Linked DNA regions of Mus musculus: regions 1, 3 and 4 are each linked to region 2. Evidence: chromatin contacts called from public HiChIP or PLAC-seq and promoter capture Hi-C data. All regions are on one chromosome and are shown on one strand. The core of a region is the stretch at or near the end of the contact, and the rest is flanking DNA. Distances in the headings are between cores, read along the strand shown. Region 1 overlaps Atrn (attractin). Region 2 holds the start of Ddrgk1 (DDRGK domain containing 1). Region 3 holds the start of Adam33 (a disintegrin and metallopeptidase domain 33). Region 4 holds the start of Hspa12b (heat shock protein 12B).

Evidence for each region. Promoter capture Hi-C pulls out the DNA fragments that hold promoters and counts their contacts. HiChIP or PLAC-seq counts read pairs in DNA pulled down with a chosen protein or histone mark.
Region 1: a contact with region 2 is called in an H3K4me3 HiChIP or PLAC-seq map of stem cell-derived neural progenitor cells, with 20 read pairs. The contact joins the enhancer-like site here to the promoter of Ddrgk1 in region 2. A contact is called at or near these places in 8 of 39 promoter capture datasets (the 3T3-L1 cell line, 3T3-L1-derived adipocytes, cranial neural crest and 5 more), 2 of 484 Hi-C or Micro-C datasets (the HPC-7 cell line and embryonic stem cells) and 5 of 115 datasets of contacts at active chromatin or transcription factors (embryonic limb bud, embryonic stem cells, extraembryonic endoderm stem cells and 1 more).
Region 3: a promoter capture Hi-C map of embryonic stem cells shows a contact between it and region 2. The contact joins the promoter of Adam33 here to the promoter of Ddrgk1 in region 2. A contact is called at or near these places in 2 of 39 promoter capture datasets (cranial neural crest and embryonic stem cells) and 1 of 9 other capture datasets (pancreatic islet).
Region 4: a contact with region 2 is called in a promoter capture Hi-C map of maxillary cranial neural crest. The contact joins the promoter of Hspa12b here to the promoter of Ddrgk1 in region 2. A contact is called at or near these places in 3 of 39 promoter capture datasets (cranial neural crest, frontonasal cranial neural crest and maxillary cranial neural crest) and 1 of 115 datasets of contacts at active chromatin or transcription factors (bone marrow-derived macrophages).

The regions. Positions count from the first base shown.
Region 1 is chr2:130,949,244-130,951,943 of GRCm38.p6, forward strand. All of the region lies in intron 6 of Atrn (attractin), which reads left to right. Among named protein-coding and RNA genes, the nearest start is that of Atrn, 44 kb to the left of the region's middle. Within about 2 kb of position 1,293, at least 17 of the 459 cell types and tissues checked have an H3K27ac peak or open chromatin away from gene starts, as enhancers often do. A contact at or near this core is called in liver and stem cell-derived neural progenitor cells, where this site is marked.
Region 2 is chr2:130,663,259-130,665,958 of GRCm38.p6, forward strand. It overlaps Ddrgk1 (DDRGK domain containing 1), which reads right to left and starts at 1,387. Exons shown (of 9, transcript NM_029832.2): 1 at 1,217-1,387; 2 at 90-296. The coding sequence starts at 1,307. It also overlaps a transcript of Itpa not described here.
Region 3 is chr2:131,062,384-131,065,083 of GRCm38.p6, forward strand. It overlaps Adam33 (a disintegrin and metallopeptidase domain 33), which reads right to left and starts at 1,431. Exons shown (of 21, transcript NM_033615.3): 1 at 1,032-1,431. The coding sequence starts at 1,131.
Region 4 is chr2:131,126,065-131,128,764 of GRCm38.p6, forward strand. Hspa12b (heat shock protein 12B) reads left to right here and starts at 1,348. Exons shown (of 13, transcript NM_028306.3): 1 at 1,348-1,450.

The DNA.
Region 1 (2,700 bases), core at 43-2,542, 290 kb after region 2:
AGTGCCTGTGTGGTCAGAAAAAGACTTGGAATGCTGTGCTGTGCTCCCACCCTGTAGGTGAGATCACTTGGGTTACCCAGGTCATCAGGCTGGCAGCAAAGCACTCTTCCTCTGTGAGCTTTCTTGCTGACCTAAGAAAAAATTGAAATACTAACTATGATTAACACACCTTGAACACTGTGTGTAAACAACCAAGAGAAAAAAAGCAGCAGCAAGAAAACAGTATGGCTCAGTACTCCTGAGCACAGTAAACAGTGTGAGGCAGGGTGTCCTGAGACTTTTCTTTTTGCCTATGTATGTTAAATTTACTGCTGAGCACATTTGCAACTTAGTAATACTGATAGGTACAAGAAAGAAAAAAAAATACCCTAAGGAAAAGACGTAGGATGTAGCCCAGAGGTGGGGTTCTCGCCTCCATGTGCAGGGCCTCTAATTATATGTAGCATCTCAAAAGAATAAAAAAAAAATTTAAAGCAAGATCTTCCAGAAAATCTTGTGCTCTCTTTAGTCCAAGGATTTAGAAAGACAAAACTTTCAATAGTAATGTCTCTATGCCAGCCAGATGCCACAGAAATCTAGCCCTGGCCTGATCTGTGCCAGTAAAGCTAAGTGGGGAGCCTGGATGTCCTTCCTTACCAGGATACAGTAAGATGCCCCAACGACTAGGGTTAGCACCAGAGACACCAAGTAGTCATAGGGCTTTCAGGTTCACCAGTTGGAAATACAGCTTCTGCCCAGACAGTGCCAGTAGAGGCCATGTGAGGACATTGACCTCTGCTGTCAGCAACAGTAATGGCAGTAATAAGTTGACCTTCTCCATCCTATGGGAGGGGTCTAAGAAGGCATAAAATCAAAGAGGATCTAGAGTCTCACAGCATGATATACAAAATCTGCCCAGCCAAGAGCTAATATGATCTCGTTTTGAATGAGAAATCAAAGAGACATTGACATTAGGGTGACACACATTAGAATTATCTGACAAGGAATGTAGTGCTAAGGATGAAGTCTGGTGCTTCCCATACGCTGAGCATGCCTTCTACCAACTGAACGACAGCCTCAGCAGTGGGCTGGTGCTGCAGTCTGGAGTATGTCGAGGTGTGTGAGATACAATGTCTGTGATTAACTGTGTCAGCATTAAAAATGGAATTTTAAGGTGGCCTACCTAAAACACTACAATGAGCAGCTACACACATATAAAACAAATGAAAGAATAGAAAGTCTCACCAAAACAAATACAAGACATAACAGGATACCAGAGGCCAGGTTAAGGCACTTGTCCAGCTGGGCCTGGTGACCCACTTGGGTGGAAGAAGGAACCAGTTCCTGGCAGTTGCCTTCTGATTATCTTTGTGCCTTGGCAAATACATGGCCTTGCCCAAATAAATAAATGTAATAATAATTATTAGAAAGAATCTTAAGTGGAGGGCCTGGAAGATGGCTGAGAGGCTAAGAGCATTTTCTCCTGCTCACAGCCAGCTGGGACTTCTGTTCTAGAGGATGTAGATGCCCTCTTGTGGCCTCTGCTGGCACTGCATGCGCATGGTACACAGATAGGAAGGCAAGCAAAACACTCAGACACATAAGATAAAAATAAATAAATCTAAAAAGAGAATATCAGATGGAGTTGTAAAATTGAAAAATGCAGCAATGGAAACAGAAATCCCAGTGGGTGGATTAGCATTGGCAGGACAGAGGCAAGAAAGAGCCAGCGAGCCTCCAGACAGACCATTAGAAATTCCACAGTCAGAACAATAGGGAGAACAGTAAATCTTACATTAAAAGAAGGCCAGGGCCTGGTAGCAAAAGGTTTTAATTTAAGCACTTGAGAGGGAGAGGAGGCAAATCTCTCTGATTGGGGGTTGGGGTTAATGGTGAATGCCATGACACCCTGCTCAGAGTTAGCCTTCTCCCCTAAAAAAATTTTAAATTCATTTTCAATGCTGACACAGTTAATCATAGACATTGTATCTCAGACACCTCAACATACTCCAGACTGCAGCACCAGCCCACTGCTGAGGCTGTCGTTCAGTTGGTAGAAGGCATGCTCAGCATTCGCGAAGCACCAGACTTCATCCTTAGCACTACATAAAACTGGGTGTGGTCATGCACACTTATAACTTCAGCACCATGGAGGCAGAGGCAGGATGATGAGAACTTGAGGATCATTCTCAGTTACATAGGGAGTTTGAGGTTAAGCAGGGGTACAGGAGGCCTGTCTCAAACAAACAGACAAACAGACAAACAAACAAACTTCAAAAAACTCTTGAAGTACTAGGCCTAGTACGTGCTGAGATTGTAGGTATATGTCATCATGCCTGTTGTAGAATGAGTGAGAGCGGACTCCATAGGCTTATAGATTTGAATCTTGGTGTCTGTCTATGTCATGTCATCCCTGCACAAAAGCCCACACTAGGCCCACACATTCTCTCTGTCTGCTGCATGTGGGTTAGATGTGAGCTCTCAGCTGCTGCTCCAGTGCCATGCCTGCCTGCTGCCAGGCTCCAGCCATGACGGTCAGGGACTAACTCTCTGAAACTGTAACCAAGTTCCCAATGAAATGCTTTCTTTCATAAGTTGCCTTGGTCATGGTGTCTCTTCACAGCAATAGCACAGTAACTAAGATACCTGGCTCCTCCCCTCCCCACCCCACCATTATTTACCATAAAGTAAACAATACACAGTTGGATAACATGATACTGA
Region 2 (2,700 bases), core at 137-2,636:
CCACTGGCTTCATGCTCCTTGTGTGTCTCTAGCTTGGGAGACTTCCGAACGCCTTTAATCCAGCCCTCCCCCAGGCTGGGCCCTCTTACCTGGAATAACAGTTTGACCCACATTCTCATCCCCGTCTTCCCAGGCCACTCGCTGGGCTCGACGCTGGGCCTGTAGACGGCTGCCCAAGTCCCTCCGACGCCGGGGTCTGCTTCCAGTTCTCTGTTCTTCAGACTCCTGGGGCAAAGAGCGGCCTACCTGGCCTGCTCCTGCCCTCTCTTCCTCATTGTGCAGTGGTTCTCCGTCAGCTTTTGGGAGGGAGGAATCATAACACTGTCAAGCAGCCCATCTTCAAGAGAGTGAAGCACAGGATCTTGGGAGTCTCATCCCCCTGCTGAACCACCTCAGACTATTGCTGCCCACAGCACCAAGTCCCAACTTAGGTTTGTCAAGGCCTTTTTTGTACGCACACTTTGGCCTGATGCTCACTTCTCATTTCCTACCTCCTTTGATATCTTCATCTTGAACAGGCGACCTGTGAGGATACTCTCACCCTGAGGTTTACAGATCTCGCTCCATGCCCGCTGCAAGATTACATTTACTTCTTGCTATGTTATGATTTTATAGGGTACGCCAACCAGAGACTACATGTCACAGTCGAGGCTGAATCGTCCCTCCCTGGAAGACTTGTTGGCAATCAGCTTTACCTCAGCTTCTGTCTCTTCTGCCCGTGGGACACAGAGGTGCTCTGAGGTGGCTTATGGGGTCAGGCATCAGAGAGATATATAGAAACTCCTACACTTACGTGAAATGTTAGTAAGGGGGACTGTCAGGTTGTCAGTGCCAGGCCACTTCTAACCCTGGTGGAGGCGAGGCAAAGCAGCATGGGTGCCCTCTTTGGCGGGAGATGCATTCAGTTTCCTAAGGCTGCTTAGCCCTCCTACTCCTAGTAAGCGGAACACACTGGGCAGGATTAGAAAACCGGCAGCCTCTCCTATTGGTGCAGAGTAGAAAGGCAGGCTTGGTTCCTAGGTTGCATCCCCAGCTCTGGGCTCCGCGCTAATTCCGAGTGTGTCCTAAGGCGCGTGCGCAAAGCTCGGGCCAGCGCACAAGCTCCTCGTAAGCACAGGAAAGCTCGTCAGTGCATGCGCACGAGTCGAGGGCCTACCAAAGCCCAGGAACTCTGAAAAACGGATTCCTCCAGCCCTGGGACGGCGGCACCTCCTACCTGCTGCCGCCCGACCCCGGCTGCGAGTCAGGAAGAGGATCAGGCCGATGAGCAAAACTGCCGCCACCAGATACACCCAGGGCCCCACCATGACGACAGACAGCCGGGCAGCGCAGCCAGCGCGCCTGCGGGATCCGGATCGCCAGGCCCCGCCCACTACCGTCCGCCCTGCCCAGCCGCTCGCTGAGCTCCGCCCCCACCCTGGGCTTGACCTGGGCCTCAGTTAACTGAAGAGTCCCTGATGCCACATTTGCTTGCCATCCCAGTGCTCGGGAAGTGGAGACTCGGAGACCAACATTTCAAGGTCGTCTCTGGCTATATGGCAACATGGAGGTCGTCTGCATTTAATGACGCTGACTGCTCTTCCAGTGGGCCAGGGTTCAGTTCGCAGCACCCACATAGTGGCTTACAACCTTCTATTACTTCAATTCCAGGGGACCCAAAACCCTCTTCAGACCCTCTCGAGTGTCAGGCACGCAGGTTATACACAGATATGCATACCTGCGAAACACTCATACACGTCAAATAAGTGTTTAAGAAAAAAAGAAAGAAAAAGGAAGAAAATAGTGGGGCGAGTAAGTAGGGGACTAAGCTGGGGTTGTAGATTAGTAGTAGAGCACTCATGGCCAAGGCCCTTAGTTTAATTTGGAGCACTGAAAAATGCAACGTGTGTACGAATATCTTATTAATACTGCAAGTTAGGCATCCATTGTATTACTTTCTGTAAATGTGGAATGTTTTGTAATTTGTTTCTCAATGTTGATAAACCTAAGGCCTTCCAGGCGTCAGGCAAGCGCTGTTACGGTAAGCTTTATCTCTAGCACCTACGTTCTTTCCGTATATTTGGAGATTTAGATCCATGTTCGGCTGAAGGTTGAGGCTTTGCTGGAATTTTATCGCAGCTGCCCCCCACCTTTAGTTGTTTGGTTTTGTTCTGAGACAGGGTATCTGGTAGCCTAGGCTGGCCTTGGACTTGGTGTATAGTAGATGGTGACTTTAAACTGATCCTTTGCTTCTGCCTCATAAGTGCCTGGATTATATGGGAGTACAGGTGTGCACCCTGATGTCCAGACGCTCCTCCATCTTTTGAGGATGGGTTGTTTTGTTTTAGTTCTTTGAGCTCTCATTATATGGCCCTGCCTGGCCTAGAACTCAATATGTACACAAGGCTGGCCACAAACTTAGAGGGATCTGCTTGCCTCTTCCTTGGTTATAATTAAAGGCATGTGGCACCACAGACCTGCCTGGCTCCTGAATTATTATTATTTTTTTTCCGAGACAGGGTTTCTCTGTGTAGCCCTGGCTGTCCTGGAACTCACTCTGTAGACCAGGCTGACCTCGAACTCAGAAATCCACCTGCCTCTGCCTCCCAAGTGCTGGGATTAAAGGCGTGTGCCACCACACCTGGCTGGCTTCTTAACAAATGTTATTTTATATGTGATATATATATATATATATATATGTATATTAATTACCTGGCCTAT
Region 3 (2,700 bases), core at 181-2,680, 400 kb after region 2:
TGTGGCTTTGGAATGGAGGCTGAAGAGAGAGAAGGGAGAGGAGGAGAAGGAAGGACAGAGAAGCCTTCCTGGAGGTTAAAGATCTCTCCGCCAAGAGAAGGCTTAACTGAGTATGGAGAACCAAGTCTTGCTGGCCTCGGATTACCAAGGGTGCAGGATAAGGATTCAGGTGTGAGTGTTCTCTGTGCAGCCCTGCAAGACAAGGAAGGAGGCAAGCTAGGAGTCCGGTGGACTAAAGTGGAAACTGAGGAAGCCAGTCTGCATTAGGAAACACAGAGGCTCTCTCTCCTCACCATTAACTATCCGCAGGCTAAAGGCAATACAGCTGTCAGTCAGCCCCCTCAGAAGCCTTACGGAAGCAGCAGTCAACAGATATGGGGTGGTTTCCAGACTGCCCAATATCCAGCCCTCAGCCCTTACTGCCTCCTCCCCGGTGGTCCTTCTGCCTTCTGGCCAGCCTAGTGCTTGCTATGTGGAGTTTGGAGATTCACCCTACAGGCTTGGAGATGCTAAGAGCCCTGTCGTCCCGGAGTAAGGAGAGGTTACAGTAGGAAGAGAAAGTGGTAGCCCCAGGCACGGCTAGGCAGACACCCCTGTTTGAAGAACTGCCACATAAGGCAACTGTATAAACACCATACACACTGCCCAGACCCAGCATGAGAAGAGGACGAGCCGAATGAGACAGCTAGGCCTGTGGGCAGACCAGGACTCCAAGGACCCCAGGTCCTTCCAGGAGCAGGGAGACACTCTGGCCTGGCAGTTTGGAAGTGCAGAAGCTTCCGGACAGAGCTGGGCAGCACTGAGGAAAGGGTAGTGTTGCCTATTTGCTTTGCTAAGTAAGTGTGGGCAAGTCTGCTCCAGGGCCAACCCTTACCAGGAGCACAGACCCTTCCCACATCCTGTCCTGGCCAGGTAGCCGAGGGTCGGGAACTCTATGTTCTGTAGTTGCACTGGAACCCATGACCACCACCACTTCACCCTGCCCTAGAGCCGCCCCCCCCCCCCCCCCCCCCCGCCGCCTGTATCCTCACCTGGAAACATCCGAGCGCTCCGCAGCGGACACGAGGGCAGCAACAGCGGCAGCAATAGCAGCACCGGAGACCCCCCGGGTCTCCCGCACCTCGAGCCCATGGCTGGGAGTGCCTTTCCCTCTCACTCTTGCTGTGCTGTTGGCTCCACCCCGGCTAGAGGGGGCCGCCTCCTCCCGCCCTCAGCGGGCCTCGCGCCACCTCACAGGAGCGCAGGAGTGTGGCCCTACCCTGGCCCGCAAAACAGGAGTCCGCGCTGCGGGAGCCAGGATGACCCTCCCTGGCGTTATCTGCAACAATCCTATCCACGCTGGCCAAGGGAGGCGAGGGCGGAAAGTCCGGGAAGGTTCTTAGAGAACCTCTCTGGTGCTGAATAGAGGCACTAGCTAAGTGATCCCCACAGCTGCTCTGTCTGCCTAGCACACATCTCTGGTCGCAGTCTCCCTAGTGACATCTGGATTCTCCTTTCTACCCAGGATCTGTCTACCTGCACCTAGTGTCCCACAGCAGTGAAGCTGTCCCACTGCAGCTGAGATGCATCTGGGTACCTAGGGGTCTTGTGGTGGCCGCGTTGCTGAAGTCTGTGGTTCCTGGTAAAGGCAATGCAGTGGTGGGCACAGGGCAGAGGAACAGCGATGGCCAGGACAGAATTGTTCTATACCACAGACCCCCAGGCATGAGGGACCCTTTCCCAAATTTTAAGGACATTGCTTTCGTGTTGAAAAGATCACTTCGTACACTTGGTATGATTTCGGATAGCAAGAGATTTAACTTTGAAATAAGATGATTAATAATTTCGTTCTGAGAATATGGAATGTAAAAGTTCCAACGGCAGAAGAAAAAACATTTATACGATTCGAACATCAAATGCTGGGATTAAAGGCGTGGTGGTGCACGCCTTTAATCCCAGCACTCGGGAGGCAGAGGCAGGCGGATTTCTGAGTTCGAGGCCAGCCTGGTCTACAAAGTGAGTTCCAGGACAGCCAGGGCTACACAGAGAAACCCAGTCTCGAAAAAACCAAAACCAAAAACAGAAAACCAGTATGATAGGTCAGGCAATTGGATCGAGACAGGACACTCAAGATAGCTAGCCTGTGCAATATAGAAAGAAGTCTCATGGAAGAGAGAGGGAAGGGAAGGAGGGGGGAGAGAGAGAGAGAGAGAGAGAGAGAGAGAGAGAGAGAGAGAGAGAGAATGAGAGCGAGAGAGCGAGCGCACCTCAGTTGATACAAGATTGGGGCCCTGAGTTCCATCCCCAGCATCCCATAAATTGGGTGTAGCAGCACACACCTGTATCCCAGCAGAGAGGCAAAAGACAAGTTCAAAGTCCTATATGGAAAAAGTGTGAGATCAGCCTGGAGACCTGGTGTGTGGCAGTGGGGTGAGGGGTGTCATCAAGGAGAAGGCTTAGTAAGTAAAGGACCTGCGTTGGTTCTTGAGTTCAAGTCTCCAGCAATCAGAGAAAGCCAGAACCATTGCACAAACTTGTAAGCCAAGTGTTGGACTGGACAGAGACAGGCAAATGTTTGAGGTCCAGGTTCAGTAAGAGACCCTATCTCAAAAAATCTGATGGAGAGTAACACTGGAAGAACTCAGAGTGAGTCACACATGCACACACAGGTGAATGTGTATACAAAGGGGGCAGGGAGGGAGAATGAGAGGAGACTGGGAG
Region 4 (2,700 bases), core at 98-2,597, 460 kb after region 2:
CATGAGGGAGTGCCATCAGGCCACCACCTGAGCTGGGGATCTGCAGCTGTGGCCCAGGGGGAATTGGATGCTTGAAACAAAAAACAAGAAGCAGGTGTGTGGGAGAGTCGGACCCTGAAGGAGGTCAAGCCCCTAGAGGCCTCTGCAAAATGTCTTGTCAGCGAACAACTAGGCACACCCAGGGGGCCTCCCCCTTCTCTGAGAAGGGGTTGGGGGAGGGGCTGTGAGGGCTGCAACTGGGATATAAAGTGAGTAAATTAATTTATCGATTAATTAAAAAAAAGTCTTGTCACACATACCCTAACAGCCAAATACACACAGACACGAGATACAGTGTCACACACATACTGCACGGGTGCCTCTGTCCTCAGTCAGGCAGGGAAACCTGCTGGCTGGACACCTTGCTGGGACAGACACACCCCTCCAGCCCTGACCTCGGTCAGAAAGCCCTCTGGGACAGCAGATATGACAGTATGGGCAGCAAGCCCTAGGGAAGGGACACATTTTCTCTGGGCACAATGAGAGAACCTAGGCAGACCAGGAGGGAAACCGAGGTCTGGCAAAGGGTGACATGGCAGAGAACAAAAGCAGCTCCCCTCCTTGTCCGCTGCTGGGTCTAGGGGAGCAGGTCACAAGGAGGTAAGGTCTGCAAGCATCTGGGGCCTTTGTGGGGCACAGGGACCAGAGGACTTGACAGATCCTGGGAGTACAGGGCAGGGTAAGTCAGCTCCGGACAGAGCTCAGGCAAGCACCTGACCATCAGGGCTTCCCCTACAAGTCTCCTGACTTAAGCCAGAACCTGGCATCACCAGGAGGTCCTGGGTTGATACAAGAAGGCCGTAAGCCTCATTCGAAAGGTTGAGGACTTCTCACTGTTGAGGCAAATTGGGAGGTCTCCAGTCAGGCCTGAGGTCCCAGCCTGGAAACCTAGCTTCTGCCTTCACCCTAAGTTCAGACAATCGGGGACGAAAAAGTGTTGAGGAGACTGCAAAGACCTAGGACAGGGTCACCCTTCGTAGGGGACTAGACTCTGGGCAGCAGATGCCAAGGCCCAGCACCAGGGAGGGCAGCTGGGGAAATGCGAGCAGCAAAAGGTCTTTGAGGGTCTGGAATTCTCCGCACACCCTGCTCCTCCCCCTCTGCCTTCTCCCATCCCACCCCCCTGTGCTGCTGCCCTCTGAGCAGGGGAGGCACCGCTGGCCCGCTGGCCCGCAGTGCTGCTGTGTTGTGAGGGAACTGGGAGGGGCTCGGGCTGGGCCCCCTCGGCTGAGCCCCGCGCAGGCAGGCCCCGCCCCGGCTCGCACATCTGGGCGGCGAGTGCGGCCATCCGGCCTGGGGGAGGGTGCAGAGACGGGCCTGGTGCACGTTGAGGTCCACTGTAAGCTCCGCTGCGGGACTCTGAGCTAGCACCCAGGCGACAAGACCCGGAGGAGCTGTCCGAGGGGCGGAGGTGAGCTGGGGAAGGACCTCTGGGCTTCCCAGAGAGTTGCAGAGGCTGCCCTGGGGAACTGTGAGCCCACTGGCTGGGTGGGGGCAGATCTGCAAGCTCCTCGAGGAGGCGAGGAGGCGGGCCCGCTGGCCTGGACAGGGGGAGGCAACTGAGCTCTGGCTCCTACCTGGGGCTATGGAACCCCACTGGAGTTTTAGTCTGGAGAAACCGCTGCAGGGGAGGTGGGGTGGAGCCTGGCAGGAGAGTCGTTGTGGACTAGGGCCTGCTCACTTAACCAGTTGTGGGGACCTGCTGCCTAGGCCAGAAGTGAGACAAGGGGTTGGATGTATTTGTGTCAAGAATTGCCTCAGGAGACGCCAGTCACTGAGACCCAGGGATGTGGGAGAGCGTCAGGGTGATCAGGATGTCAATATTCCAGAGACCTCAGGTTTCTCTCAAAAGGTGGGAATCCAAGTTGGGTGGGGTCTGAGCTTCTATAAGGTTAGAGGAGTTATCTGTGGAGTAAGTCTGTCGATGGAGGAAAGAGAAGAAAGGAACACTTATGCAGACTTCTGGAGCCATGGAGAGTGAAAAATTTCGTTGGAGAGAGCGGTCATGGATGAATGGGCATTAGGTGTTGGTGGAACAGAGATTGTGAACTAGTTATTGCCCTGATGATGGATGATTAGGTTACCCAGAGGGGTGGTGCAGGCATAAGGAGCAAAGCTGAGGCAGAGAGGGACCACCCATGGCCATTCCCATCACCCATAGCCATCACAGGAGGGAGTGGCCGCCTCACTCCACAGCCTTTTCCTGGTCCCCTCTCCTTGAAGTCATCTCCTCATAGGGTGGGGCAGCCTTTTGGGTGCCAGTTCTGATCTGATCCTGTGGCCCCAGTTGACCGTAGCCTGCTGACAGTCCTGTTGCAATAAAGGGCTGGCAGGGTGCTAGGCTGAGAGGCAGGGTCCCCGAGAAGAATGTTAAGATCTGAGTGGGTTCTTTGTTCTCATGAGCATCATGTAGAAACAGGAAGCCCAGCAAGACACACCTGCAGATTTCTGGAGATCACAGGAACGCATCCTAATCACCCCACGCAACAAGAGACCCTTGGAGAACTGTGTCCATAGGGCAAAAGAATTCTAGGCTACTGTGAGATCTGGAGAAGTCTCTGAGTTCCCACTTGGCCACACCCAGTCCTGGTCTTCAATGACTGACAGACCTTGTCTGTCAGACAGCACTCAGGGATGTAGGTCAGGGTGAATCTGAAGAGT